4 separate regions of the Mus musculus genome follow, and all the other regions are linked to region 1. The links are chromatin contacts, called in public HiChIP or PLAC-seq and promoter capture Hi-C maps. All regions are on one chromosome and are shown on one strand. The core of a region is the stretch at or near the end of the contact, and the rest is flanking DNA. Distances in the headings are between cores, read along the strand shown.

Region 1 (7,406 bases), core at 2,704-5,203:
AATAAAAGACTGAGATGCACTCAGAGAGAGAAAACCGTGAAAGCTGCTTCTGAGCGCAGCTTCAGGACGAGTCACCCATCAGCTGGCACCTGCATCCTTGCCTGAGACTGATTTCATGCCAATTCAATCCTACCATTTTTTTTTTACTTATGCAGATATATGATTTTATTTACTTTTGTATATGTGTAAGAGAAAGGGGTCTTACTATATAGCCTATGTTGGTAGTACACGTATGTACCACCATACCTAGTTCATGTTTTCACTTTTAAAAATCTATATATCTTTCCAATTCCAGAAGGTGTTAATTCCATTTTCTTTGCTTTCACTGAGGAGTCATTCCTGTTAGATTTTCTTGCTCCATAAGCCTTTCTCAAAACTCTCGGTGACAGCCGCCATAATCCCATACCCCAGCACTCTGTATGTCTGACAGGACCATGTGGACAATGCCACGTTCTGCTGCCATCTCAAGCAATAGTTGGGCCCCTTGGACATGGCTGCAGCAGCCTCTGCATGCCTGTTCAAAGGCTTCTGTCTGGGCTTAGATATCTTCCGCGTGTTGTCTCTGTTGAGCTGTTCAGCGGCTTGCACCTCCCACTGAGGGTAACCCTCCTCGGTTATGTAAGTCCAACTTACTCCGCATCACAGTAGCAAATCTCCAATCCTACCATTTTTAAGACCCTCCAATGACTGAGGCTGGTCCTCGGCCACCACCGAGCCATCTCAGCCCCAGCACTCTAATTACTGACTCATTTTCTCCTTATTTTGGTTTTTCAAGATAAGATTTCTTTGTGTAAGAAACCCTGTCTCAGGCGGGCATGGTGGCACACGCCTTTAATCCCAGCACTTGGGAGGCAGAGGCAGGTGGATTTCTGAATTCGAAGCCAGCCTGGTCAACAGAGTGAGTTCCAGGACAGCCTGGGCTTCAAAGAGAAACCCTGTCTCAAAAACAAAAAAAGAAACCCTGTCTCAAAAAAAACAAAAGATTTCTCTGTGTAGCCCGGGATGTCCTAGAACTTGCTCTGTAGATCAGACTGACCTTGAATTCAGAGCTCTACCTGCCTCTGCCTCCCAAGTGCTGGGATTAAAGGCGTGTGTCACCACTGGCGGCTCCCAATATTTTTAACTTTTATTCTTGTTTTTTTTTTTCCCCCTAGTGATAATGGAGATCAAATGCCAGAATTAACCAACACCAGAATTTCTCTAAATGTAGTGAGTAGTTGCAGGGCCCTTAGCGTATGCTACTGGTGTGTTGCTTCCTGCAGTGATCAGCTGACTGACCGACTCTGACGAAAACACTGCTCCGTGCATCCCTCTCCTGTTGCTATCCTTTTAAGTAACTGACGTTTCTCCTTAGTAGATGCTGCACATCCTGAAACTATTAGCATTCCCTTCCACAGCTAGTGGGTAAGGGGAAGAAACTCTGGCTCTTTTCTGACTCAGGAACAGTGCTGTCGTCTGAGGCCACCCAGGCCCCTTCCTATACTTATTGACATCCTGTCAGTCCATTTTCCCAAGAAGCTACTGTAAGTCCTCTTCTGGAGACAGTATATATATATATATAGATATATCAAACATAAGGCATTAAAGGCATATTAAAACCTAAAACAGTCACGTCCTAAAATGAACTCCCAGGCTAGATACAGGGAGATACACCTGCAACCTCATTACTGAGGGACAGCCAAGTGTATCTTTGCGACAGCAAGTGCCAGAGTTGGGGCTACACAGTGAGACCACTCTCAAAAGCAAATCAAAGCAAAAAACGTAAATGCTGCAAGTAATACTGCTGGAGTGGTTTCTGGAGGGGAACAAGGCGGTAAGAGAGGGTGTTAGGGAACTTCACTCAGCACACTGACCTCTGGATGACCGCTAGCCGCATGGCTATGACGGGCAACTTAATGTGGCCTGTGCTTAGCTCTCTTCCCAGTTCAGTGCTATTGAGTGTGTTGTAGAGATGGGGCACCACGGGGAGTGAAGCCTCAGGCTCCAAATCCCAGCCTTCAGGAGGCTGAGTTCTGAGGCCAGCCTACAGAGTGAGTCCCAGGTTAACATGGGCTAGGATGGGGGCTCACCTTTAAAACAAACAAAAAAAAAACAAAACAAAACACAAAGATGAGTCCACACCTACTTTCCAATTCCAGCAGCACATCACATGAGCGGTGACCTGATGCCACCTGTTTTCTCACATGAACATGGTGAGAATAGAAATGGCCTTGTAGCTCTTGAGGGAAAAGAAACATGAGCAGGGTGTGGTGCAGATGCTTAGAGGTAGAGACAGGGGCATCTCTGTGAGTTCCAGTGGTGTATAGTGACCCCATGTCTCGACAAGGAAGACGGAGGGAGGGGAGCTGGCCACTTTAACCGTTTCAGTCTTACAGCTAGCTGGCTCCTACACCTCTTGGAGGCCATTCAAAACTTCAGCCCTAACACAACACTGGATTCCAGAGGTTCAGGAAGGAGTCTTCATAGCCTTGCTGAAAAAGACACAGAACAAACCTTTAGTGGGAGGAAAACAGCCGTTAATGGAGCTTTTATGGGCCTACTTCTTCCATTTAAACCGTCCGCTAATGGAATTCTCCGGACATCCTTATTATTTATTGAAGACCCACTTTATCACTCCCTGTGATCAACGGTAAGAACAGCAAATCCCTCAAAGCTCCTCCATTCTCCCCCTAATTCTTCACGCTGTCATACTCAAAGGGAGGCAGGGGAAGGCCAAACCAGCAAAAGTCTGTTACACTGCTATGAATTTAATAGGACTCACAGGAGGGGAGTTTCAACAATTTCTAACCCCTATCACCGCAAACATAAGACAATATCAGGTAAACCGAATGGGACATCACACTGAGTGTGGCCAGTGCTCAATCCCACTGGATGTCTCTCTCCTCTTCAGGAAGAATACTCCAGTTTGGGGAGGCCACGTTTCGGGCCAGCCAGTTGAAATCATCAACCTGGTCCCAGTTATTTTTGCTCCTATCTAAACCGGAGTCCTGGAAGTCCTTGTCGATCCCCGGGTAGCTCCAGGTGTAAGGGGCAAACTGGATGCCGCTGCAGTCCTCCACGATAGCCCTGCTGGTCACTTGCAAGAAGACGCGCGTGTCTTTGGTAGTGTGCACACGGAGCTGCTGGCAAGCCACAGCCAGGACGCAATCTCGACAATCCTCCAGAAACACAGAGGTGGTCACTGGGCCGCAGAGCACCTTGCAGCCGCGGGCCTTCGCAAGCCGCAAGGTGTTGGGATTGCCACACAGTTTGACAGTGCAGTTGGTCAGGTCGCTCAAAAGGACGTCGCGCTGGTGCAGCTCTTCAGCTCTCTTCTCCAGGTCTTGGGACTCCAGGTTGGAGAAGCCACAGGCCCAGCTGGCCCCGGGAGCTCCCTCCTCCTCCTTGGTCACCGGTGGAGAAGGGGCCGCCGAGGCGACGGGTGCGGCGTCTACCTGGGCGGTCCCCGCAGCATCCTTCTTCCGTGCCTTGAAGGCGAAGCGCTTCTTGGGCTGCAACTCCTGGCGACGTTCCGTTAGGACAGCCTGCAGCTGCGCCAACGCCGCCTGGCCCTGCCGCAGGTCGTAGGCGGCGAGGAAGAGCACCGAGTCGTTCAGGAGCTTCCGCAGGCCCTGGAGCCGGTTGGCCGCCTCTTCCAGCCGCTCCGCCGACGCCTCGCCCCGCAGCAGCTCCTCGACCGCTGCGCGCTCCCGGGCGAAGGCGGCGGCGAAGAAGCCGCTCTTCTCCTCCTCCACCTCCTGGTCCTGCCGCTTCTGCTTGCGTCTCTCCACCTCTATCTGCCTCTCCTGTTCGCGCCTCTGAAGTCGCTCGGGCACCAGGCTCAGGTCCCGCGGGGAGCCAGCGGCAGCGTCGGCCAGAGCCATGGAGCAGTCCACACCCTCCATCTTGACTCCAGGCTTCCTCCCCCGCCGCCTTGCCTCCGAGCGCTCGCTCTCCGCGCGAGGCCTCCCACCAACGCGCGCTGTGATTGGCCAGCTGCGGTGACGTCAGCTCCCTCCATATTCTCCTCGCCTATTGGTTTCTTCGCGTTGGAGGGGCGGGAAGGAGGGCGGGGCCGGCTGACAGGAGGGGGTGGGGAGACAAAGGTCCTGGTGGATGGGTGGGGTGGGAGGCAGTCGGGTGAAGCTTTTTTTTTTTTTTTTTTTTTCTTCTTAAAGGGGCAGGACTTATATCCGGGATTGTGGGGTGAGTTGCAGCAGCGGCAGCTGCACATGTGGGTTTGTTTATAAGAACAAGGTTAGAAACTCGCAGGCCTCCCCCTCCCCCCAGCTCCTCCCTGCTACCCCCTTACAGGCCGGAGATCTGCTGCAGGGTGGTGGGGAGGAATCTGTGCTTGTGGTGTTGTGGGGGACAGGTAGTGCGAGAAAGATGGAGGGGGGGGTTATTGCACCTCCCGGACCGCGTCGGAGGAAGCTGCAGCTGGAACAGCTGGCCAGGGAACCGCTTGCATGCCTCTGGGTTTTTTTCTTTCTTTCTCTCTCTCTCTTTTTTTTTCCCTTTCCCTTTTCCCTTCCATCACCTCTTTGCTCAGCCGGTCCCTGCCGCCCCGGTAACCCTCATCCTTCCTGCCCTCCCCCATCCACTGCAGCTCGGCGCGGCCTGGGGGCGTCTGGGTCCCCGTGGGCAGTTACTGGGGCGGGAAGAAAGCGCAAATCACCGCTATGGGAAAGACTGGGTTCCTCGCTGGAGCGGGCTCCGGGGTTCCTGGGGGAGTCTAAAAACAGATTATTTTTTTTAATGGCCAATTGCTGCAGTCGGAGGGGGGGCGGGGGAGGATGACATGCCACCCCCACCGTCTTGCTCCCTGACGCGGTGGCAGCCACTCCCTGCGCAGCTGGCAACCGCTGGCCGCGCGGGGCTAAGACCCTCAGCCGGAGCGCCTCGCTTCTCCCTATAGGGCCGGCGGTCTTTAGGAAGGCGATGGGGAAACGGTACATTATTTCTAGAGGTGGTGGGAGGGATTTGTCACCGGAAGTGAACGAGCCTAGCCTAAAGTCCAGACCAACCCGAGGTGCGAGTGGGCAGCCAAGACCGTGCAGTCCCTGGCAGAAGCCCAAGGCGGCGGCCGCCGAGGACTCGGGTGGCATCCTCGCGTGCTGCCTTCAGCCACCGTGCCTTCTGGACTCGGTGGCCCATACAGTTCTCGGTTTCAGCCCCATCTCCGCCCTTGTTGCCAACCTCCATTTTTGTTCTTTTAATTGGGATTTTTTTAACTGCCCAAAATACTCATTTGAAAATTTACCAATATGCCTGCGTTTTCCTGCAGATAAAGATGGGAGGAAACGAGAGCCATTCAATTAAGTTGGCATTAAGACTTGAGTTGCAAGCCTCACGTCCCATTTGCCTCCTTTCCTAACCATAAAAAAAAAAAAAAAATCCAAACCTCAAGCACAAAATCTTGATTGAAGAGAAAGCATTACACTACAGAATCAAAGACAAGTGTCACTGGGTGGCAAATTCTTTCCTAGGTGGAGGGTTGGAGTGGGAGATCACATGTTACTGTGTTCTTGTCTGTATACCTGCTGTAACAGAGCGCCGATGAGGGGGGCGGTCGGTGGTCACTTATGCAGGCTCCTTATTTTCGTCAGTTTTGTTTCCTGGGCAAGCTAGATGAGGCTCTTGTTTTCTACTTTTTGAAAGCACTTTTATTTCACAAAAGTATGAATTTTGGACTCTTGAAACACAGCTGATGACTTTGTTCAGGTCCCCGAAAGGAATGTAAGAGCCGCTTTCTTTCCTGAAAGATAGATTTTTTTTTTTTTAGATTTATTTATTTGTCTTTTATGTATATGAGTATTTCCTGTGCGGTCGATGCATGTGCTCCACGATGCAGTATGCGGTGTTTCTGGAGACCAGAAGAGGGCGTCAGATCACTGGAACTGGAGTAGACAGGTAGTTGTGGCTGCTCTGTGGGTGGAAGGAATTCAGGTCCTATAAAAGAGCATAGGTGCTAACCATCGAGCCGTCTCTCCAGATGAAAAATAGATTTAACCTATGGAGATTAAACGAAAACTGATTTGCTATAGGAAATAGCAACGACCCCTCATTGGCTTTGCTTTAGTTTCCCAGTATCGGAGCCTGCTCCATTCTAATTAAGAAAGTTTCAGGGCATCAGATGCATGCCTTTAATCCCAGCACGGAGTTCAAGGCTAACCTGGTCTACAGAGCTTGATCCAGGACAGTCAGGCTACACAGAGAAACTCTTCAACCCTCCCACCCCCCATCCCAAAGTTAGTTGGTAAAAGGTTTCTTGAGCTTGGAGTTTGGACTGTAAGCTGTTGTGAGACTATCAGTGGTTTTTAGTGTAGGCTATTTGCAAAGTAGAAGCCAGTGTTACCAGCCCTTTCAAGATTATGTTTCTGCTTAAGGAGAGGTTTTTGCAGCGTCTGCTTGACATGAAGGTGCTGAAAATTGTCTGTTGTTTAGCCTAACGTTTAAGCATCAAAGGACAAAAGATGGAGGGTCCCACAGTTGACTCCATTGGGAAAGCTTTTTTTTATTATTATTAAAGAAGTGTGAGGCATGAGAACGGTGGCTGTGAGGTGGCCTTGGTGGGCTGGGTGATTGTTTTCTATCCCCAGGCTGGAGTAGGCGAGCCAAGGCAGGTGTCAAGCTATGTGTCTGGTTTCTGAGTTCAAAACCACAGGCAGGTTGTTAACTGCTGACCGTTTGCCAGACCATGTTACTTTCTCTTCCTAACATTTGAGGGCAGTGAGTTGAGATGCGTCCTTGACAGGATGGTCCTGGCTCCGCAAAGGTAAGTACCCACCGTGATGGGAGGACGGGAGGCATGCAGAGGGCAGCAGCATTAAGTGCAGCTCTCAGGGCAAGGCTGACGGATCTTGCAGACAGCTTGCAAAGTGAAAGGATAGAACAGCTATGAGTTTTAATGTTTTATTTGGTTTGATTTATGGGGGCAGTATGGACACACCACACCACGGGAGTGGAGGTCAGAGGACAGCTTCCAGGAGTTTCTCTCTTCTACCTTTATGTGGGCTCAGGCTCTAGGCAAACACTTGACCAGTTCAGCATTCCCATCTGTCCACTTTTTGTTGTTGTTTTTTTTGTGACAGGGTTTCTCTGTGTAGCCCTGGCTGTCCTGGAACTCACTCTGTAGACCAGGCTGGCCTCGAACTCAGAAATCTGCCTGCCTCTGCCTCCCAAGTGCTGGGATTAAAGGTGTGCACCAACCACGCCCGGCCTGTCTGTCCAACCTTAACTTATATTTAACAATGGTTTGTATATTTTATGGTTCTCTGTATTGGGTTTGACTTTTTTTTTTTTAAAGTTTTATGTGCTTTGCTGATTGGCCTTACATGTATGTCTATGTGAGGGTGTCTTATTCCCTAGAACTGAAGTTACAGATAGGTGTGAGCTGCCATGTATGCTCTGGGAATTAAACCTGG
Region 2 (7,406 bases), core at 1,916-4,415, 1.4 Mb after region 1:
GAACTGAGGAAAGCTGGGCCCCATAGAATAGAGGTCAGGGATGCAGGCTCAAGTCCAGTCTCTCTGTTTCTGATCAGATGGCAGGAGCTCCGTAGGAATCACTGAACAACGAGGCCAAGATCTTCCAGTCCTGGCAAACTGAGCCGAGTGGCCAAGCCCAGAGGTCTAGAGTTCTAAAGCTTTTAGAAGCCAGAGACTCACGGCTCTCGAGTTGGAGGTTTAACTTTAACATCAGCGGCTCTGACTGCAGTGGTGGCAGACCAGAGCAAGCAGCAGCAGATGGCTTGCTCCTTTTAGGGTTACAGTTCTTGTACAGGCCGCAGGTACTGGGACCCTTCCTCGTGCAGCAACCAGTGCCATGGGCATTGTTTAGGATGTTGTTATCTTAGCTCTTCATGGTGGGTTCTGTTACAGTTCTCTGGAAACTTGGCCCCTATGGCTTGGCAGCTCTCAGGAACTCTTGGGTTTTCTTTCTTGGTCTTTTGCTATAATCTCCAGTGCTGCTTGCGCCGCCATTGCAATCTTTCTGTTACTAGCTGAGTCTACTCTACTAAGGGAGTTAGGCGAGAAGACCTGGGAAGCTGGCTCAGTCTGTAAAGAGTGTGGAAGCCTGGGTTTGATCTTCAGAACCCATCTTTAAAAGCTAGGAGAAATGTACCTTTAATCCCAGCACTAGGGAGGCAGAGATAAATGGCTTCCTGGGGTCTGCTGACTAGATAGGTAAACTATTCAGTAAGAGACCCTCTATCAAAAAATAGGGCAGAGAGTGATTGAAGAAAATGTTTGCCTTTGACCACCGTCTCCACATGTATGCACACACACACACATGCACACATGCATACACACACATATGCACGCGCACACACAGAGTATGAAAAGATCATTTTCTATTGGCCCTACCAACCACTCCAATCCCAAGACGGTGCACAGAAGCATGTCTCGTACCTACTATGCTATACAAAGGGAGCTTTGTGAACTCTGCTTATATAGCCAGGGGTGCCTGCACCAATCACAGCAGACTCTCATGCAAATGAAGGACTATGTTTGCTCTAGTGGCAGGCTTTCTGCTGGGCTGCCAGGAAAGTGTTCCTCTTCCGATCAGGGGCAAGATCATTTAGAGTTCCCTAGAGCTTTTGAAGACAATGAGTGCCATGCAAGCGGCTGGAAGCAGTCATAGGTGGGGTTGCGCCTCCAAGAGCCAGAGAGCTGCGGTTGTTGGGTTGGTGTGTAACTTCCTCAGAGCGTTCCAGTGCCTGCCACCAGCATAAGGGCAGTCCCCTGGCTGTTTGGATGCCAGTCCTATCAGGGCACTCAGGGTGCCTGGGAAAGATGTAACACCTGTCAACTGGGGAGTCAAGCCACTTAATCTCAGCACTCAGGACACAGAGGCAGGGACAGGCAAATCTGTGAGGTTGAGGCCAGTGTGGTCTACATAGAGAGTTCCAGGCTAGCTGCAGCTACACAGAGAGACCCTGACTCAATAAAATAAAAGTCAAGCCACTCTGGCCCCAATGTCTTAGCTTTTTATAAAGGAAAAAAAATCACATTAAAAGGGATGCTTACAACAGGATTTATCACTATATAAAGGCACTTCAGCTGCAATTAACAGCACTTTAACAATGCTTTGCTCCTGCCCCAGAGAGAGATGGTGTCTTCTAATCTGTCAGTGCCTTTAACCTGTTGCAGTCCCTGATAGGAATACTACTATTTTACAATTAAAATTAATCCTGTGAAACTGACAATATTCAGCTGTTTGATCCCACCAGTGGCCATTCTGACATTACCACCTTCTCATTTTCTTTCTTCCTGAGACAGTTTCTGTGTATAGTTCTGGCTGTCCTAGAACTCGCTCTGTAGATCAGGCTGGCCTTAAACTCACAGAGACCCACCTGCCTTTGCCTCCAGAGTGCTGGGATTAAAAGTGTGTGCCACCACTGTCCAGCTCTGGCTTCTTTTTTATAACCCCAGTGGCCGTCTCCTATTGGATGACTCCTCAGTTAGGGCGTGGCCTGGAGAGGATCTACTCCGTCTAAGCAATATTTGGCTAGCTCAGTTTCAAGATTTCTATACTCCTTCTGTTGTTTCTTTTGCAATCAATGCAATTACTAACAACAGAACCACTCTGTGGAGAGGGTTCAGTGGGTAACGTGCTTTCTGCACAAGCCGAGGACCTGAGTTCAAACCCCAGGACCTACTAAAAGCCATATGGCACATCTATAAGCTGGTGGGACAGAGATAGGTAGTTCCCTGGGACTCCTTGCTGTAACAGTGAACTCCGGGTTCAGCAAGAACCTTATTTCAAAAATGTAAGGCAGAGAGCAACGGAGGAAGACACCTGACATATACAAATGCATGGGCAAGTGAGTCCCTGATACATGTGCACGCACATGCATACAGCACACAAGTAAATATGAATAATTATATTAATTACTCTCTCTCTTTTCCTCCTCCTCCTCCTCCTTCTTTTTTTGTTTTTTTTTTTTTTTTTGAGACAGGGTTTCTCTGTGTAGCCCTGGCTGTCCTGGAACTCACTCTGTAGACCAGGCTGGCCTCAAACTCAGAAATCTGCCTGCCTCAGCCAGCCTCCCAAGTGCTGGGATTAAAGGCGTGTGCCACCACTGCCCAGCCCCCAAACCAGGTCTCAATATAAATTTAGAGACTAAGCTTGGGATGGGGGGCGTTTCTATGTGAGATTTATTAGGGAAAGGGTTAGAAAGATAAATTTCAGTCTATACCATGGAGAGAAAGATAGCTTTGTAAGGGTGGAACTTGGGAGTGAATCTGTTTTCTGGATGACCTTGAACGAGCCTTTGTTCAAAGTCAGTTTTCTATTTTGAAAAACGCAGCTGGCTGCTGAGGCAAGACAGCATCCAGCAGGGCGCCTGGCCCAGAAAAAGGAGCGGTAAGTGGTGGGTGAATCCTGTCTAATCAGGATGCCAATTCTACACCGACATCTGCAAGCTCTGTAGAGGGTGCACCGCACACGGCCACCCGAGGTGACAGAAGTAGCAATGACAGTTGTTGGAAAAGAGCCGCAAACTAAAACAAAATCCTGAGGTTCTGCAGCTCTGAGGTCTGAGACCTCCATCCTCAACCCAGGCCGGAGCGCCGGGTGCAGGAAGATAGGTGCGTCAAGAGTAGCGCGCCAGCTCGCGGGAAGTGGCGCGTTGTCCTGGCAACCCTGGACCGAGCCTTGCAGGCGGTGGTAGACGCCCTTGCTTTCGCTTTGCATCCTGGTATTTGGCAGTTCCGCTGCCAGTTGGTGCGTTGATCTGGGCCACATCCTCCATGGAGTCTTCCAAGGGTAGATGAAGGGCTTCCCCCAGGGAAGTAGGGTGGGACTCAGAGGTGGAAAGGAGACCCAAGGACGGGGCGGGGCGAGTACTTTCGGGAGCCCTGAGTCAGGAGGAGGAGGAGTGGGCAGGACATTCAAACCCGTGAACACCGCTAGGAGGTCCAGTGAGATTTAGGTTTTTCCCTTGCGCTGCCTCTTGAATTTCAATGACTTATGGGGTCTGTTGGTTTTGAATGATAGCCTTTCTAACAAGCACCTTTTGGGTCCGATTGCTTTTCACTGTGTGAACTGGTGAGCCCATGAATACTGGATATGGCAATCCCGTCCGCCAACTTCCCTCTGTCTCAAGAGCGGCCTGTACTAGAGAGCGGCAGAAGGTTCCAGAGAAAAGCGACTTGGGCATGACTAAGGTGGAAAAGAAATACAATTGAGTTCTGGGAAATCAAAAGGTTGGATGGGTGTATAAGCTTATGGAGAGAAAAGGTTTATTGGACTCATAGCTTTATAGGTTTTTTTTTTTTTTTTTTTTTTAAAGACTAAGCACTGCTACCTCATATGTAGCCCAGAGTAGCCCGGAATTCTCCATCTTTTGCTTCACAGGCCCCCGACATTCCAGGTGTGGCTCATGGTCAAGGTCCTGTTGCTTTGGCCCTCTGGTGGCATATCATAGTGGCAATCATCAAAGCGTCTCCCTCTTAGTCAAGAAATAATGACGAGTAAAAGGGATGGCTGTGGTCCCACTCTTTCACTCAGAGGCACCCCAACGACCCAAGACTTCTTATTTTTTTAAAGTTGTCTTTATTTTATTTATGTATGTTTTGCCTGCCTGTTTGTATGTATGTATACTGAGTTTGCGTCTGGTGCCTGCAGAAGGTAGAAGAGGGCGTTGGATACCCGGGAACTGGAGTTATGGATGGCTGTGAACCACCACGTGGTGCTGGGGATAGAAGTCCCGCCCCCCCCTGCAAGAGCATCAAGGGTTCTAACTCTCTCCACCTCCATGCCCTCTGACTTTTAAAACAGTCCCATCATCCCAACAGTATGACAGACTGGGAGCTAAATCTTTAAAACATGGGTTTTTGGAGAGCATTGCAGATCCAAGCTAAGGCAGATAGTTAGGGGCTACACACAATGAGCTCATGTCTACATTTGAGATCTGATCAGTCAGAGACTTCCATCAAAAAGAGGAGCTAAGCTGGCGCTTGCACACGTGCAGTGCTTGTGCAGGACAGGCAGGCACGAGGATCGCAGTGTTCAAGGTCATTCTCATGGTATACAGCAACTTTGAGGCCAGTCTCGCCTGCGTGAGACCCTGTCCCAACAACAAGACAAGGCAGAGATCTGACTGTGTGGTTGCCTGGAGCTTCTAACAGCAGGGAAGTATATTGTAAACGAGTAAAGGGAGCCAGGGGTTTGAGCTGCCTCGTGCTTTGTTTAATAAGCACAGAGTCTGGGCTTTGCCCTAGGGTCTGTCCATATCCATGTTTTTGCTTGCTCAGATATTAGTAGAAATGCGGCATTACTTATGAGATTGGGGCACTTCAGGTGGAACTGAGCACTCCAAGGCAGGTTTGTGCAGGCCCATGCTCTTACTCCATAACTGGCTCTTAAGGAAGAGGAGAAAGAATGGGAGCATGTTTCTCTTGAGGGTACAGAGTCCAGACGATGGTACAGTTCCCCCAAACCCTTCGGGGTGAATCCAGGCTCAGGCTGTCATGACTGCAGGTCAGTAAGTAGCCAGTGTACTGCAAAAGGGGCTGGAGAAGTCTCAGCCTTGTTCCCAGTCTCCTAGGTCCCAGGTCTTCTTTTTCTTTCTTTTGTGTATATATATATATAATGTATTTTCCTCAATTACATTTCCAATGCTATCCCAAAAGTCCCCCATACCCTCCCCCCCCCCACTCCCCTACCCACCCATTCCCACTTTTTGGCCCTGGCGTTCCCCTGTACTGGGGCATATAAAGTTTGCCTGTCCAATGGGCATCTCTTTCCAGTGATGGCCGACTAGGCCATCTTTTGATACATATGCAGCTAGAGACAAGAGCTCCGGGGTACTGGTTAGTTCATATTGTTGTTGCACCTACAGGGTTGCAGATCCCTTTAGCTCCTTGGGTAATTTCTCTAGCTCCTCCATTGGGGGCCCTGTGATCCATCCAATAGCTGACTGTGAGCATCCACTTATGTGTTTGCTAGGCCCCGGCCTAGTCTCACAAGAGACAGCTATATCAGGGTACTTTCAGCAAACGCTTGCTAGTGTATGCAATGGTGTCATCGTTTGGAGGCTGATTATGGGATGGATCCCTGGATATGGCAGTCTCTAGATGGTCCATCCTTTTGTCTCAGCTCCAAACTTTGTCTCTGTAACTCCTGGTCCCAGGTCTTCTTATGTGATTCTCCTTAATAACAGATGTAGGAGCGGTTCCATCCTTGGCTGTAAACTGGGCTGGAAGTAGCTGGAGGACCTCAGCCCATTAACTGCCCATCATGGCCAAGATAGCAAGGAGATAGCGTGGGAATTCCAGCTGTCCTCAGCCGCCATTCCTTCCCCATCTCATGTGGTTCATTTTAACCTAAACCTGCCACGTAGCTAAGGATGACCTTGTATTCTGGTCCTTCTGCCCCCACCTCCCAGGTGTGCGCCATCATGTCTGGCCCCATGCATGGTGCATGCTCGGGCTTGAACCCCAGAGCCTCATGTATGTTAGGCAAATGCTCCACCAACTGAGCTGCATTTCCAGTCCTGGGAACCTAGCTTTAAGCTTCAGAACTTCCTGTTTCTCCAATCTGGTTTGGAGTAAGAAGGAAGCCACTTTAAGCTGGAGGGGTGGGGTGGGGAAATCCATGCTTTGTAATAGGGGATTCCTTTCAGGAGACATACTGAATGTTCAGTTTAACAGGGAGTCCAGGTCTTGGGGAACTGAGGAGCCTCACAAGCTAGCTCCTCGTACAATGTGTGGGTATCTGCCTTTTTTCAGCAGGGAGGGCCCATTACTTTCCTTACTGCTGTTGGGTTGATTTATCTTTTAAAAATCTTCTTCTTCTTCTTCTTCTTCTTCTTCTTCTTCTTCTTCTTCTTCTTTCACTTTACACCCCACTCATTAGCCCCCTCTCAATCATCCCGCACACACTGCTTCTCCCATTCCCTCTCCCTTTCTCCTTTGAGCAGGTGGACCCCCCCCCCACCCCGGTACCCCCTCACCCTGGAACATCAAGTCTCTTTGAGGCTAGACACATCCTCTCCTACTGAGGCCAGACAAGGCAGCCCAGCTAGTGGAACATATCCCACAGACAGGCAACAGCTTTTGGGATAGCCCCTACTCCACACGAAGACCAAGCTGCACATCTGCTACATATGTATGGGGAGGCCTAGGCTCAACCCGTGTATATTCTTTGGTTGTTGTTTCCGACTCTGAGAGCCCTGAGGGTCCAGGTAAGTTGACTCTTTTGGTCTTCCTGTGGAGTTCCTGTCCCCTTCTGGGGACTGTGATCCTTCCTCCTATTCTTTCATAAGAGTCCCCAAGCTCCATCCACTCTTTGGCTGTGGGGGTCAGCATCTGTCTGAGTCAGCTGCTGGGTGCAGCCTCTCAGAGGACAGCTATGCTAGACTTCTGAATGCAAGCATGGCAGTATCATTAATAGTGTCAGCGATTGGTGCTTGTCCATGGGATGGGTCTCAACTTGGGCTGGGGACTGATGTGTTTTAATAGTCACTCACCCTAGATCTTTAGCTTGCTTGTCGAGCAGATAAAGCAGGAAGTAGGTAAATGAGAGTTATTTAAAACTAAAAACACTCCATATTGAGCCAACATGGTTTGCTGCCTGCATTATTTTTCTCCCCGCCAGACAGAGGGTTTTGAGTTAGTCGAGGAGACAAGTATGAGAATGTACTGTTATGTAAGGCGTTGTTTCCACCCAAAGTAGTGCAGATCCTCTTGAGTATCACAGATGGCACCAAAGATACCGATTTCCTTCCAAATTCCATTTCCCTCGTGAATTCCTTTCTGATCTCTAGAATCTTCCATTGGCCTTAAAAAATGTTTACTAAAAAGTTAATATGGCAAGGCAGTAGTGGTGCACGCCTTTAATGCCAGCACTTGGGTGGCAGAAACAG
Region 3 (7,406 bases), core at 1,459-3,958, 1.3 Mb after region 1:
CACAAAGAAGCCACATTTAAGGATAACTATTTCAACCCGACTGGGTGTATGGGCCTGAGCCCTAACAGGTGTGTGGCAATCCCTGCATTGACCATATGAGGTCAGCATTGAGCCACCGACAGCCTCAACCAAAGTGCCTATACTCTGACAGGAAGCCTGTCACTCCAGGAGTTAGAAGAAGGACCCAGTGGCAGTGCTACCTTTGACTCAAGCTGCAATGTGGTCAGGCTCTGACTTTTATTAACATCAGCCTTCTGCCAGTGGCGCTACCCAGCCCCTCCCTCCGTGCTGGGTGCTGGTGTTCTCTGCCTCTCTTTGGATAGCCCTACTTCCCACCCCTGCCCACTGCACTAGGCTTATCTTCAGGGAAACAGGCCCAGTTTCCATGGTGACCAGGCGGTCAACTTCTTTCACTGCCCCCTCCTTTCAATCCCCCATTCCCTGGCGCTTCCAAGGAAAGATATTGTTTATGACCAGAGAAGATGGGAGTAGTCTCTTGGGAGTTCTGAAGTTGACCAAAGGGAATTGTCCTTTTTTTTTTTTAAAGATTTATTTATTTATTTTCTGTATATGAGGACAGTGTAGCTGTTTTCAGACACACCAGAACACCAGAAGGGGCATTAGATGGTTGTGAGCCACCATGTGGTTGCTGGGAATTGAACTCGGGACCTTTGAAAGAGCAGTCAGTGCTCTTAAGAGCTGAGCCATCTCTCCAGCCCCAGGAATTGTCCCTTTTACAGCTGTCCTCTGTTTGAGGTCGAGTCCCCTGAGAGACAGACAGTAATGGGCATCAGGGGGAAGGCAATAGCCAAATGGAAAGTATGAGTCGTTCATGTAGGTTAGGAGACAGCATAGAGTCCTGTGTTGGGCCTTCTGTCTGTACAGGGAAGACAGAATGTGGTGAGACAGGCTGAAACCAGAGTGAGGGGCTAGAGTTGGCTGCGAAGCAGTGGGCTGGAGCCACTAGAATGAGGTATCAAGATTTCTCTTGTGTCATGGGTGGGAAGGAGAAGTTTTCCCTTCTGGAGACTCCGCACGTCCTGTTCAGGGAGAGAACGGACTTTTTGATCTAAAGAGGGTCATTCAGGCTGACACTTCAAAGCAGTAGGTGAATAGAAGACCATCTGTTCTCTCTGAGGAGGGAGGAATAGGAAATGGGGCGTGGAAGCAGAAGCACTGGGGTGGGGGGAGCAGGCAGAGGTGGGGGGATACAAGGAGTGGCTTTCCTGATCCGAAGAGGCAAGGGGAAACCTGGCACCTCAGTATGCTTATTTCCTAACCCCAGAGATCAGATATGATATCAACACTGCCTCAAGGTCATCCCCTGCTCCAAAGGAACTTCTGGAATTGGGAATTGAAGCTAGTTCTTCCCAAATGCTAGACAAGTGTTCTGTCACTGAGCTATCACCCCAACCTACTACCTAACACCCTTTTTTTTTTTTTTTTTTTTGGACAGTGTTTTGGTATCTAGTCCAGGCTGGCCTTAAGTATTGATCCTCTTGTCTCAGATGTGTGTCACTTCCCTTCACAAAGAGAAAGCTCTGAAGTCTAGGAGTCATCCTGTGGGTGCTGGCAGGTGGTTCCGTAAGCACTCACTTGTCCTCCTCATGCCTTGGTCTCCTCCGGGTAAGGAAGAACAGTTACTGTCTGACAAAGACCCCAGTAACACAGTGGGTTGGCACAGTGACTATTCACACCCAGAACAACCATTGCCCGGTCTTTATCACAATCTATTATAATGACTGGTTTGCATGTCTTCTCCTCAACTAGGCTGTGCCTTTTGAAGGTAGGAAATTGCATTTTATTTCTATACATGACATACAGTAGGTGCCGAGTACTTGTTTACTTATGGATACACCAGGAATGCACGCAGGCAGAACACTGCCAGTCTCTTGTGTGTCTTAGTCAACGCAGGGAAAAGCAGCAGTGGGTGGGCAGCATACAGGGCCTGGCTACTGGCAGTCACTCAGCTTGCTGTGGTCTGTGACTTGACCTCCCTACCTCGGCAGACTAGTGGACTTTTTCATTGTACCCGGGAGGAACAGAACAAGGGCTTAGAGAGAGAAAGTGTTTGTCTAAGGCCACACAACTTATGGCAGGGCCAGAATTAAGAGTTAGGACTCAGGTGTCCTTTACACCCCCCCCCCCCCCCCCCGTTCTAGAGAACTGGATGCACTTGATCGCTTTTCTGGGGCTGCTCTTGGGAAGGAGGGAGAGCCTCCCTGCGGCTCCTCTCTCTGCCCTCCAGTAGTCCTTTCTTGGATTTAGCTTCAGCGCCTCTAGAGTCCGGCTTCTGCCTTAACCCTTTACCATACAAATTAGGAATAAGGGTCTTCCCTAAAATGTCCAGACTCATTCTCTTCTCCCCAGCCTTCAGCTTCAAGGACTTGTGGGACCAGAGATGGGAGACCGACGCTGCTTGATCCTCCCGCTCGCCAGGGCCCTTCTAAGAGGACAGCTGGAGAGGAGTTGAGGCTGAGATCTTCCCAGAAGGGGCAGGCGGAAGGAAGATGCGGTGAACAGGGCCGAGAGACAGAAAGGGTGCGGGGAGCCCCTGTTGCTTCTCCCCTTTAGCGGTGTGGTGGTGGTGGTTATTAGGAAGGCTTGGGGGAGGCGGAGTTTGGGGGGCTGGGGGCGGGGCTCTGATGCACTGGGAGGAAGAGGGGGGGCGCGCTGGCTCCAGCTCGGCTCAGACAAAAGGCGGCGGCGGGAGCGGGCGGGAGGCGGAGCGGCGCCGCGAGGGCCTCAAGGTGACACCCGCCCCCGGCCCCGGCCCCCCCAGCCCGGCCCCTTCAGTCCGCCCTCCCACCCATCCCCCCATCTCCAGCCTCCCCCGTGCCCTTTCTAGGCCCCCTCCCCCCGGCGGGGGGTGGGGAGCAGAGAGGGCCCCGCCCCTCGCGCCCCCTCCTCAGGACCAGCGCAGGATGCCCCCGGCCCCTGGCAGCCCCCCGGGAGGTCCTGAGCTCAACGCGCCCCCTCTACGCCATGTCCCCCCCTGGCTCGGCCGCGGGAGAGAGCGCCGGCGGCGGCGGCGGCGGTGGCGGCTCCGGGGTCCCAGAGGAGCCCATGGCATCGGCGGACGAGGGCCCCGCCCGAGAGGAGGTGAGAGCCGGCGGTCCCCGGTTCCCCCGTACAACCGCGACCTGGCCCCCATCCCCCGCACCTCGCGCGGTCCCCGCCGGTTCCGCCGCAGAGCGGCCGGCGCCCCGCACCCCGAGCCGGCCGCTGCAGCCGCAGTCCAGCAGCATTGCCCCGACCTGGCTGCCCGCGCAGTCCGCTGTGGCTAGGAAGGGGCCGTGTCGGGGGCGGGGCTCACGGGGGTCCGGGGCAGGGGGAGGGGCCCTGGGCGGAGCCTCGCAGACCCCCGGCTTAGCAGAGAAGGGCTAGGCCATCCCCCAGGTGAGGATGGTGGGCGGCATCCCACCTTGAAGGCCGGGAGGGAGGACTGGGAGTGCTCGGAGGCAAGAAGAGTGCCTTGGGGGAAGTGATGTTGTCACCCTAGCTGGGATCATAGGAAGATCAGACGGGTACAAAGGCCATACCCCCTGGTGTCACTGAGAGTGTGTGTGTGTGTGTGTGTGTGTGTGTGTGTGTGTAAGGGGGCTGCTGCTCACCTCTCTCTCTTAATGCCTGATGCTCCCCCTAGGGGGCACTAAGCTTAAGAATTTCTGAGTCAGTACTGTGCGGTACCTTGCTAGGGTCCTACTTTTAGTCTTTTGAAACCAGGAGACAAAGAAACTAAGGGAAGTAGAAACTCTAAGTTCCAGCCTTGCATCCACACTGGTGCACACCGTGCATATTGCACGGAGGCAGGAGGAGAGTGGGGATGGACGTGTGGGTAGCCCCTTTCGGTTGTACTCACATTGGGACAAGCACATGACCAGGCGGGCACACAGGTGCACCTATACACTCGGCTTCCAAAGGCACAGCTCCTGAAAGGCTGTCCTCTTACTGCCTTGCAGGTACCTGCTCTGTGTTGTTTCCTGTTCTTCTTAACTATGCCCAGAAATCTAGGGCCTCTGCTGTTAACTTGGTTAAAACACTTGGTTTCTACTGCCTTATCTCTCTCTTTCTGACTGGTCCCAAGGCCAGGCATGAAGAATTAAAGGGGCCAGTCAGAACTGCATCAGAAGGTTGTGTGTGTGTGTGTCTTTGTGTGTGTGTGTGTCTTTGTGTGTGCGTGTATACACACATGTGTGCAACAATGCAAAAAGAGTGGAAGACAGGTTATTTGAGCAATCAAACTCAATCTTTATTGATTATGTGCCTGCTGGGTGTCACTTAGGCAAAGAGAATGAGACATGAGCCCTGCCCTCAGGAGCGCTCCATCTGGTGGAGAACTAGACATGTAAACAACTCAGAAGGTACCAAGTGCTTTTAACAGAATGGCCCTGGGAGAGGATCAAACATTTGTGACAAATGCCTGAGAGCTTTCAATGTCTTCCTTACCTATGGTTCATACCCCCATCTCCTCTGCCAAGGGGCCCCATTCCCTCTTTCCCATCCTAGAATAGAGAGGAAGAATGTGTGCTCACCAGGAAGGGGTGTGTGTGTGTGTGAATAGTAGGGAGACTCACAGAAGGACACAGAGGAGGTGGGAAGGATGAGACTGACCTGGAAGCGTTAGATTGTCTGTGAGGGAGAGAGAGGTGCGTGAGCTAACGGAGAATGGCTCCTCTTGCAACCCAGGACTGGCAATATCTACAAGAGGTCAGGGCCCCACCTGTTAAGAGGGGAGATGATGTCAGTGGGTCCCTCCTTACTCTCCTGGGACCTCTGGAAAGGGTCTGGGCTGAGGACTTACCTTTGCTAATGCCTGTTTGTCTATTCCTTTTTTTTCCCATCCACCCTTTCTCTTGTTTCATCGCCATCTTTGTGTCTGCCTTTGGAACTCTTTCTGGATACCATTCTATCCATCTGGGCCTCCACTTCTGATCTCTCTCCGCCTCTTGTGGTGTCTCTCTCTGTACTTTCCCATGTTGGCATTCTGGTCACCCTTTTCTCGTGGTTCTGTGTGGGACCCTTCTGTGTTTATCTCGGGTTGCTGGTTCCCATCTCTGTCTCTTCCCGATACATTCCTGTCTGCCACCCCGGTGCTGGTCTACTGTCTCTCCATCTCTGTTCACCTCTGTGCTGGCTCCCGCCTCCTCACCTTGGCATGCCCTCCCTTCTCATCCGAGCAGCAGCGGCCCATCCAGCCCTCTTTCACCAAATCTCTCTGCCGGGAGTCTCACTGGAAGTGCCTCCTGCTCTCCCTGCTCATGTACGGCTGCCTGGGGGCAGTGGCCTGGTGCCACGTCACCACAGTGACGCGCCTCACCTTCAGCAGCGCCTACCAGGGCAATAGCCTCATGTACCACGACAGCCCCTGCTCCAACGGCTACGTCTACATCCCCCTGGCCTTCCTGCTGATGCTCTACGCGGTCTACCTGGTGGAGTGTTGGCACTGCCAAGCCCGCCACGAGCTGCAGCACCGTGTGGATGTGAGTAGCGTTCAGGAGCGCGTGGGCCGCATGCAGCAGGCCACCCCTTGCATCTGGTGGAAGGCCATCAGTTATCACTACGTCCGACGAACTCGACAGGTCACCCGATACCGCAATGGAGATGCCTATACTACTACCCAGGTGAGGGGCTGTGGGGGAGCACAGGCTGTTCAAGACGAAGGAGGTTTCTCCTATTGCCTGCCTTTCTCTCTGCCCGTGAGGGAGCAGGAGACAGCAGTGAGCCCCTCTGGGTATCCAGTAATAACAACAAACACCAACAGAACCTAGCTTCAGGCACGTACAGGCTTAAAACGGTTTATTTAATTCTTACAGCAAACCTATGAAGTAGGTGTATCCCCCCATTTTATTTTAAGGAGCAAACGAATGTGTAGTGGTAAAAACCAACCAACCAAACAACCAACCAACCAAACAAACAAACAAAAAACAAAAAACAAAAAACAAAAAAACAAAACCACCCAAAACCTGTTCAAGGTCAAATAGTAGGTAAGGAGATGGGACTTAAACTCAGCTGGCTGGCTCCTGGATGGAGTCTGTTTAGTGTTTTGTGTCTGCAGATGACCTCATCTGTATATGCTCACCTGTTCAGTAAAGTAATTATTACCAAGTACTTATTCTCAGCTAAGGAGACCTCAGCTCAGACTTGCCTGAGGGTACTTCTACTTGGCAGAGGTAGATGTAAAGTCAGGTTTCTGGGTCTCAGGCCAAGACTCTTAGAGGAGGTGTTTGTGCGTGGTACAGGGTTTTCAGGGCAATCACCACTTACGGGTTTAATAAACCCACTGGGGCTGGGAGAGGGAGGGGGCGGAGATAATGATGATGGTGGTGGTGGAGGAAATGATTTCAGTTATAAGGACTTCTGTCTGTGTTGGGATGAGTAGACAAAAGCTGCAGTCTGCTCCCCTTGCGACTCCAACTTCCTCCTGCAGGTCTACCACGAGCGGGTCAACACACACGTGGCGGAGGCCGAGTTCGACTATGCGCGCTGTGGCGTCCGGGATGTGTCCAAGACGCTGGTGGGGCTGGAGGGCGCGCCGGCCACGCGGCTGCGCTTCACCAAGTGCTTCAGCTTCGCCAGCGTGGAGGCTGAGAACGCGTACCTGTGCCAGCGCGCGCGCTTCTTCGCCGAGAACGAGGGCTTGGATGACTACATGGAGGCGCGAGAGGGCATGCATCTCAAGAACGTGGACTTTCGCGAGTTCATGGTGGCTTTCCCCGACCCGGCTCGGCCGCCCTGGTACGCCTGCTCGTCGGCCTTCTGGGCGGCAGCCCTGCTCACGCTGTCCTGGCCGCTGCGCGTGCTGGCCGAGTACCGCACGGCGTATGCGCACTATCACGTGGAAAAGCTCTTTGGTCTGGAGGGACCGGGCTCGGCCAGTAGCGTGGGCGGCGGCCTGAGTCCCAGCGACGAGCTGCTGCCCCCGCTCACACATCGTCTGCCGCGGGTCAACACGGTGGACAGCACGGAACTCGAGTGGCACATCCGTTCTAATCAGCAGCTGGTACCCAGCTACTCGGAGGTGTTGCTTATGGACCTGGTCGAGCTGGGCTCACGCTGCGGCGGGCCAGGGGGTAGCTACGTGCCCAGGTGTCGCTACGGAGGGGTTGGTGGCCCGGGCGCGGCGGGCGTGACCCCGCACTGGCGGAGCTGCGAGCACTGTCAGCGAGCGGTCAGCAGCTCGTCCATCTTCTCGCGCAGCGCGCTGAGTATCTGCGCCAGCCCGCGGGCTGCCCAGGGCCCTGGAGCGAGCGCGGGGTGTGGGGGCAGCCGCTTCTCGCTCAGCCGCCTCTACGGCTCCCGGCGCAGCTGCCTGTGGCGCAGCCGGAGCGGGAGTGTCAACGAGGCGAGCTGCCCCACGGAGCAGACGCGTCTGTCGAGCCAGGCCAGCATGCGGGACAACGAGG
Region 4 (7,406 bases), core at 1,375-3,874, 1.0 Mb before region 1:
GGCCTGAGTAGAGGGGTAAACTGAAACGAAAGAAAAAAAAAAGCAAAAGTTATTTTCCCAGCATGCCCTGTGGGAGCAAGGAAGGAACTGTTGTGGCAAAGTAAGGGGGCAGAGTTCTGTGACGGCGCACACCTGCCTTCTCTGTCCTAGTCAGTCTCTCATTGCTACTTTCCCCTTAGCCCCTGTTGTAGACAAGATGGGAAGAAAACTTTGGAGCAGGGTCACTAGCCCAAGGGTCCCTGGTTGTCTGTACACCATGATGCCACTCAGCTGCCTCTCCACACAAGGCAATACAAAGACCCTCCGGTTCAAGAGCTCCAGAATAAAACCCTGTCCGAGACAAACTGCTCCGGTTGGAACTGCTCCATCCAGCTAGGGTGTAAACTTCGACATGGCAAGTGTCCTTTTGGCCTCAGTTTCCTCCTAGATAAAGCAGAGCTAACAAAAGATCTTCCCTGTGGAATAATCATGAAGATTCAAGAGCCAGCATACCTGCCAGGAGGTAAGATTGACATGGTAGCTACTATCTAGTCCTTGACTTTGGTTGTTTGTTTTGGATTAAAAGATGTTTTAAAAACAAAAAAAAAATAACAATTTATTTTATGTGTGTGCATGCATGCGCAGAAGTCAGATAATACTTTCTTTTTTTATTAAGAATTATTTATTTATTCTATGAGTCCACTGTTGCTGTCTTCAGACACACCAGAAGAGGGCATCGGATCCCATTACAGATGGTTGTGAGCCATGTGGTTGCTGGGAATTGAACTCAGGACCTCTGGAAGAGCAGCCAGTGCTCTTAACCGCCCAAGAGAATACTTTCAAGATGTGGGTCCCAGGGTCCAACTTTAGGGAATTGATAGGTGTCTCTATCCATTGAGCAATCTGACCAGCACTGGTTTGGATTTTTGAAACCGGGCCTCTTGTAGCCCAAGCTGGCCTGGAACCCCATCTGTCGTTAAAGATGACCTTGAACTGCTGAACCTTCTGCCCTTACCACCCAAGAGCTGGCCACTACACCTACTGTCATTTGAGTTTCATTTCTACTGGACCGGTCACCATGCAGTCCAAATAAAAGAGCTGGGCTGTGGGCGTGGCTAGGTGGGAGAGCTTGTGTTTAGCACTTCCGGAGGCGATTTGCTCAACGCATCCCGCAACGCAAATACCTAAACAAGCTGCACAGCAGCCCTATCCAGCTTGACATCTGTGTGTCTCCAAATTTCAGCAGGGTCTATGTTTGCCCTCTTTGTGTCTGTCCACTTGCGCAAACAGAGATGCTTCAGAGCTGGGTTGTAACTACCACCTTTCAGCTCCTGGCCCACGGAAAAGGGGCAGAATAGGTGAGCAGAAATTGCTTAAGCTGTTATCTCAGAAACCCGTTTTTGTTGTTGTTGTTGTGTTTTTTTTTTTTTTAAGAGTTTTCTCCAAAATATGTTATCCCCAGGAAACCAGGCCCAGTCCTTACCCAGTTCATCCTCCATGGGGTCTGCCTGCCCTTGGTCACCTGCCTCAAGGTAACCCGAAGCCAACAGGGTCTCCCAGAGTCACTGCCTTCCTGTGCTCAACCCATAACTTCTCTGGGCAGGGTGGGCCAAACACGGAGGGTCCCTGAGGCGTGCCCCTCACCTCTTCACACACCCGAAAGGGAAGATGTTTGGGTAGAGAGTGGGAGGATTTTTTTTCTCTCTCTCTCAGTTCTCCACCAGTCTGAGCCTGGCTCCTGCTACCCAATTTAGTCCTCCCCCTCGGAACCTGGGCCTTTCCGTGCCCGGACTTCCCCCTCCCAACCCAAACACACACCAGCGTCCCCAACCCCACCCCCACCCCCATCCTCACGGTCCCCCTGGGCACAAGCGGTATTCAGGGACGCCAAGTTTTGTTTACAATCTAATTTGTTCAGATAATTGCCTCGACTTTGCTCTGTGCTTGGCCCGCGTGGATCCAGCCTGAAGCCCTTTCTCCATCGGTTCTCACAGCACTTTATAGGAAATTCCCCTTTGCAGACCGAGGCGGCAGCGCGTGCGCGCCGGGATGGGAGAAAAGACTGTTCACAAAGCCCAGAAAGAGCCTCCCCAGCCCCAGCCCCCACACAGTGGGGAGTCAGAGGGAGGCGCGGCAGGGCCCGCGCTGGACGTCGGCTTCGGACTGGGGGGGGGGGGGTCCTGACCACTCCCCGCGCCAGGCGCAGCCCGCCCGAAACCAGTGAACCGTGTGCCAGCAGGACTTGGCCGTACCTCCAGGTTCCAGGAAAAGGCCAGAGTTAATAAAGCCTCCCATCGGATGGGTCCCCAGTCCACTGTGAAACTCTACGGCCTATCGACTTTGGCAGATCGGTAGCCCCACGTCCCCATTTTTTCCTTCCCCAAAGTTTGGTCCACGTGGTCCTCTTCGGCTTGCCGCTGGCCGCCTCTCAGGGGGAAAAGTGGCTGCACCTGCTTTAGGCGAATTATGGTAGCACTAGAAGTTAGTCTCCCCTCCCTCCGCCGCTCGCTCGTTCGCTCCCTCCTCCCTGTCGCTCGGCGCGCTCCCTCCTTCCCTCCACCCCTCCGGTCCCCCCGCCCGGTGTGCCCCGCCCGCGCGCCGATCGCTCGCAGCCACTCGCAGCCGGGGCTCAGTCGCAGCCCCTCGGAGTCCGGAGCCGGTCGCCCCTACGGACCGGACAGTGCCACCAGCTGCCGGGACGGAGCCCCCCAACACGCGATCAGGGCGCGGCGCAGGCGGCCGCGGCGCGGCGGGGAGGAGCCCGGGCCGGAACCAGGGCTGGGCCGGGGGCGGGGACGCCGGGGTCCCGGAGCCCCGGAGCCGGAGCGAGCTCAGGAGCGTCGCCGGAGCCCGGGGAAGGACGATCGGAAGCTGGAGAGAGCCAAGCCATCCTCCAAAGTGCGATGCCCCCAAGGGGCTAAGGCGCGCGGCGATCGGCGCTAGAAAGATCGCTTCGGAGCGCAGGGGCAGCCCCGGCGAGTGGCGGCGGGCCCGGGCTGCGACCCGAGCGAGCCCCATGCCCCGTGCGGGCTGACGGGCCGGAGCCCGCACTGAGCGGCCGGGCCGGACAGGTAGGTGGCCGATTCAGGGACCCCAGGGATCCGGGTGGGGGCTGGGCCGGGGACTCGTCCAACTCCCTAGCTCGCTCACTCTCTCGCCTGCTCCCCGGCTCACTTTGTGTTTGCAAACTGCCCGCCCGAGGCGCGTCGGCCGCCGGAGGAGCCCGGCCCCGGGCCGGAGCACTTTGTTCCAGCTGGGCCGGCCGCGGAGCACTGACCCTGGTGAGTTGAGAGACCCTGCCCCCGGCCCGGGCCCCCAGCCGATCGGAGCTGTCTGGGGAACAGGTGGGGGCTGAGGCGCGGGGCTGGGGGGCAGCGGGAAGCTGGCCGGGGCGGAGGGGGGGCGGCTTGGAGAAGCCACTGAGGCCCGCCCTGCCCCAAGAATCTGGGCTCCGCCCCCTCCTGGCCTCGCTGCTGGGAATGGGGTGTTAGGGGGCGCGACCCCCCCTCCCGGAGTGAGACAAAGAATACTTCCCGGCCCGGACTTTCCTGAGCCGGGAAGGGAAGTGGTGAACTGGGATCCCCCCAAGTCCAGTCTGCACGGGACTCCCCAGGACAAACAGAAAGACTTGAGTCTGTGTGTGTGTGTTGGTGTGTGTGTTGGGGGGGGCAACAATCTCAAACACCTCATCGCCTTGGTTTGTGGAGGTCACACTTCGAAAGTGCTGAGACTAGTCAACCTCCCCCCCCACTCCCGCATCTCTTAATCAGATCTGAGATAAAGCGGAAAACTTCTTGGGGACTTGAGAGAGACTGGTAATGGCCCCTGTGATTTATTTATTTATTTATTTATTTATTTATTTACGTGCGCCGGAGCTGATCGGTGGGGAACTAATCTAGTGGATACCCTCCTCATTCGGACAGAGCTCCTGCGGGGTAGTGTGAGGTTTGAGAGTGAGGGAATAAGGTAACGGAGAGTGGGCCCAAGGCCACCAGAGATGAAGCTGCCGGAGTGAGCAGTGGAGTCCATTCCCCCAGACTGAAGACTCTGGTGACTCGTGAGACAGTCTCCCCAGCGTCCCTCTGGCCCGCGGCCATCCTCCGCGGCGCTCAAATCTTGCACTTTGCTTCTCCGTAAAACTTGTACTTCTTGAGCTTCACTGGAGGAGAACCTGGTGGCACCCGGTGGTGAGGTGTCCTGGGAGACCCGGGGCCGTGGCCACCTGTGTGAAGGAACGTGTGATTTCGTGGGACGCGGATTCTGAGGCAAAGGCTCTAACCATCACAGATTGACCTCCTCCCACCCCCCACCCCCCACCACCCCACCCCGAAACTGAAGCGACCTCGTGAACACTCTGCTATTGCATCCGGCGACTCTGTAGGTTGGGAGGTCGGGGATATCAGCGGGGTTTCTTTCTCTCAGACAGTGCCCCTCTTCTTTGCACCCTGGGCCTCTTGCGCCAACACTGCCCTGTGGGTTTCCAGGTTCCCTTCCTTGGCACCTGGGATTTCAGATATCTGGAGATCAGCGCTTGTGGCGTGCACCCCTGCACCGGTCCGGACCCGGCGGACCGCGGCGCTCTGATCCGAGCTGGGTAGTGGACTTGGGGGCCGGGAGGAACAAACCTGATTCCGAGCCATCGTTTGGCGGTTCCGGAGCAATCCCAGAAGAATTTTGACTAATGCGGGATTTTTTTTAACCTCGAATTTAAAGCGTCTTTGCCCGGGTTGCAGAGCACCCGCCTAGATTGGCAACCGACGGTGTTGGGTCTGTAATTCAGGGTCGGGAGAGAGAATGCAGTTTCAGCGACAGTCGCTGTGGTTTGCCCGAGTGTCCCATGAAAAAAGGAACGGGTGGTCCACGCTGTTCCGCCGCTTCCTGGCGAAGCTTAATCTTCCATCACCCCCTTCCCATCCCCACCCACGTGAATCTCAGTGGGTTGGCCCCATGGCCTAGGTACCCGCCGCACCGGCATTTTAAGCCCCTGGTTGATCTCAACCGGGGAGCCAGGAGGAGGCTCCTGAAGGGGAGCGGTCGGCCTCAGACGACCTCTACCCGCCCCCGCGGAAAACCGCTGTAGGAAGTCTGCAAGCTTTTCTTCTTTCTTTCCTTTTTTCTTTTCTTTTTTCTTTCTTAATTTTTTTTCCCCTCTCCTTAAACTTGAGAAACTTCTTCCTTGCTAGGGTGATTCAGGGACTGTTCTCTGGAGCTTGGAGAGACAGTTCAGTGGCTTGCTGACTCTGAGGTGCTCTGAGATCAGTGTAGACTGCAGTGGACCACCAGTCTAGGCTGTTGGGCAAGGTGGCCTGGGTATCGGGGACTGTTGTGCTCCACCCCACACACACACTCGCTGCAGATCCTGTGCTATCCGAATCTCAGCTTGTGGGGATCACTAAGTGCCTGATTGTTTTGTTATTGGTGTGTTGTGTTGTTTTCTGGGCAAGGAGGGGGAGACTTGAGACATTGTCTCTTCATGTTGCCTAGGCTGGCCCCACCACACTCAGTATGCTTCTTTTGCAGTAGCCTCTGGGATGCTGGGATTACAGGTGTACCACACACACTCCACCACGGCCCCTACCCTACTTCCAGCCTTGGCGGTAAGATGGAGGAGACCGTAGCTAGAGTCTCTTCTGGCACCAAGGCTGGGCCCCTGGGAGGGGGTTGGAATTGAGGAACCTCTGTACGTGGGGGAGCAGGGCTGGTCAGGCCAAACTTGTTGGGGGACTTGCTCCCTTTCCTTCCTAGAGCACCCGCCCCTTTCTTCTACCTTTGGACAGAAACTTCCTTTCTGACTGTCTGTCTGGTCAGTCCCATTTTGCTAGGAATGTGCATATCCTGCTGGCCCCTGACTCCAAACACACCTTTGCTTAGCAGGGGAGGGCCCCCAGAGGATTGGAAGAGAGTGGCTTTCTTTGATCTGGTAATTTCCTCAGTGTTTGCTGAGTTCCTACCCTGTCTAGGCAGATCCCAGGCTGGGTACTAGGGTACCCTTGTGCTGTCATGGGGTGGGGTGGGGGTTCTGGTCTGTGGACCTCGGATTCCTGGAAGAGACAGATATGGGGTGGGGGTGGGTGGGTGGCATGGGAGGGGTTTGGTTTCAGAGGACTGCTTGAGGGAAGGGAAGGGCATCTCCCCCTGAAGCCGTCCTTTCTTCTCTACATTTTAACCCTTCGCTACCCATAGTACTTTTTGGAAGGTTTCCCTTCCAGACACAATCTGCTTCAGCCTGAGCCTTTATTCTTATTCCCTAAGCAGCAGGAGATACTTCCCTCCTTTCATGGGGCTTCCGAGGTTCTCTGCCCCCATTCTCTTTCTTATCCTCTCTCAGCTTCCCCAGGCCCAAGGCAGCCATGGGCCCATCTTGTTTTGGTCCGGATCCTGTGCCTCTATTGGCTGAAATCGCTTCCTCTGAGGTGGTTCCGGAGCCCTAGAACCTGAGGCACAGAACTCATTCACCTCTAGGGCCATGCGTGTGTCATAGTGAAAAGGGCTTTGGAACTTAGCACTAGAGATAGGGCTCTGGGGAACTTAATTAAGCTGCTGGAACCTCCATTTTCTTAGGTTATAAAGTAGGTCAACAATGCCCAGAGTCGAAGAGCGGCTTGGGAGTTGAATCAGAGGTAAAGTTCCGCAGCCCAGCAAGTGTCTGGCCAGCCAAGGGCCGTCCACTGACGGCCTTTGCTTCATTTTCTTTCTTTTCAAAATTAGTCTACCAGCACTGCCAGGCCACTTATTGGGCCGAATACTGGAAATATTGGAAGTATAAACCTTCATTTTACAGGCTGGGAAATGAAGCCAGAGAGAGGTGGCAACTTGTGTGAGGTTTTCGCTCCTGCTCGGGTGCAGAGCTAGGACTAAAGTGCTCCGGAATGACCAGGGTCTGGAGCCTCTGCTGTGGGTAAAGGAGAAGGGCAGGAATAGAGGGGCTGACCACTCCTTTCAGCAGCCCGGCCCGGCCCTCTCTCTCCCTGATGTGACTGGACTGTATTTCCTGCTTGCCTTTAGTAAGGGTGGGCTTTCCCTGCAACCACCTCCCCTGCCTTGTCCCTTAGGCCTTCTTCAGGTGCTAATAGAGGCAAATGCACATGAGATAGACTCCTCCAGAAGGCTGAAGAGAAAACATTACCGGAAGCCTGGTGTCTCTTCTTTACAAAAGGGAGATTCCTGCTGTTTGAGAATGAATGCTTCTGTTCTCATAGAAAACTGTCAGGCAGAGTCACAGATTTAGGGACGATTACTGAACTGTCATCTCAAAGAGGCAAGCACCTTTCTTGCCAGGAGCCTGAACGTGTTGGCTGTGGCTGTCCTTCCCATCCCCGGCTGGAGTTCTCTGTGGAAATGAATACCTTTGCTTACTCCCGGTTGGACCAAGCCCAGGCTCCCAGGAGGAGCCCTGCTTCCTTTGACCTCTGACTTTGTGCATATTC

The links. Promoter capture Hi-C pulls out the DNA fragments that hold promoters and counts their contacts. HiChIP or PLAC-seq counts read pairs in DNA pulled down with a chosen protein or histone mark.
Region 2: a contact with region 1 is called in an H3K27ac HiChIP or PLAC-seq map of microglia, with 6 times the contacts expected there. The contact joins the promoter of Spats1 here to the promoter of Tbcc in region 1. A contact is called at or near these places in 4 of 39 promoter capture datasets (the C10 cell line, hippocampal neurons, liver and 1 more) and 1 of 115 datasets of contacts at active chromatin or transcription factors (microglia).
Region 3: a contact with region 1 is called in a promoter capture Hi-C map of hippocampal neurons, with 2.5 times the contacts expected there. The contact joins the promoter of Tmem151b here to the promoter of Tbcc in region 1. A contact is called at or near these places in 3 of 39 promoter capture datasets (the 3T3-L1 cell line, hippocampal neurons and liver) and 1 of 115 datasets of contacts at active chromatin or transcription factors (large pre-B cells).
Region 4: a contact with region 1 is called in a promoter capture Hi-C map of liver, with 2.6 times the contacts expected there. The contact joins the promoter of Foxp4 here to the promoter of Tbcc in region 1. A contact is called at or near these places in 2 of 39 promoter capture datasets (liver and pre-B cells).

What each region holds. Positions count from the first base shown.
Region 1 is chr17:46,887,168-46,894,573 of GRCm38.p6, reverse strand. It overlaps Tbcc (tubulin-specific chaperone C), which reads right to left and starts at 3,953. Exons shown (of 1, transcript NM_178385.3): 1 at 2,111-3,953. The coding sequence starts at 3,884. The coding sequence ends at 2,859. It also overlaps a transcript of Bicral not described here.
Region 2 is chr17:45,470,697-45,478,102 of GRCm38.p6, reverse strand. Spats1 (spermatogenesis associated, serine-rich 1) reads left to right here and starts at 3,165. Exons shown (of 8, transcript NM_027649.3): 1 at 3,165-3,304. The coding sequence starts at 3,289.
Region 3 is chr17:45,544,979-45,552,384 of GRCm38.p6, reverse strand. It overlaps Tmem151b (transmembrane protein 151B), which reads left to right and starts at 2,708. Exons shown (of 3, transcript NM_001013749.2): 1 at 2,708-3,102; 2 at 5,184-5,624; 3 at 6,431-7,406. The coding sequence starts at 2,986.
Region 4 is chr17:47,919,850-47,927,255 of GRCm38.p6, reverse strand. Foxp4 (forkhead box P4) reads left to right here and starts at 2,624. Exons shown (of 17, transcript NM_001110825.1): 1 at 2,624-3,050. Gm46601 (a long non-coding RNA gene) reads left to right here and starts at 417. Exons shown (of 3, transcript XR_003952247.1): 1 at 417-502; 2 at 1,223-1,337; 3 at 1,442-1,782.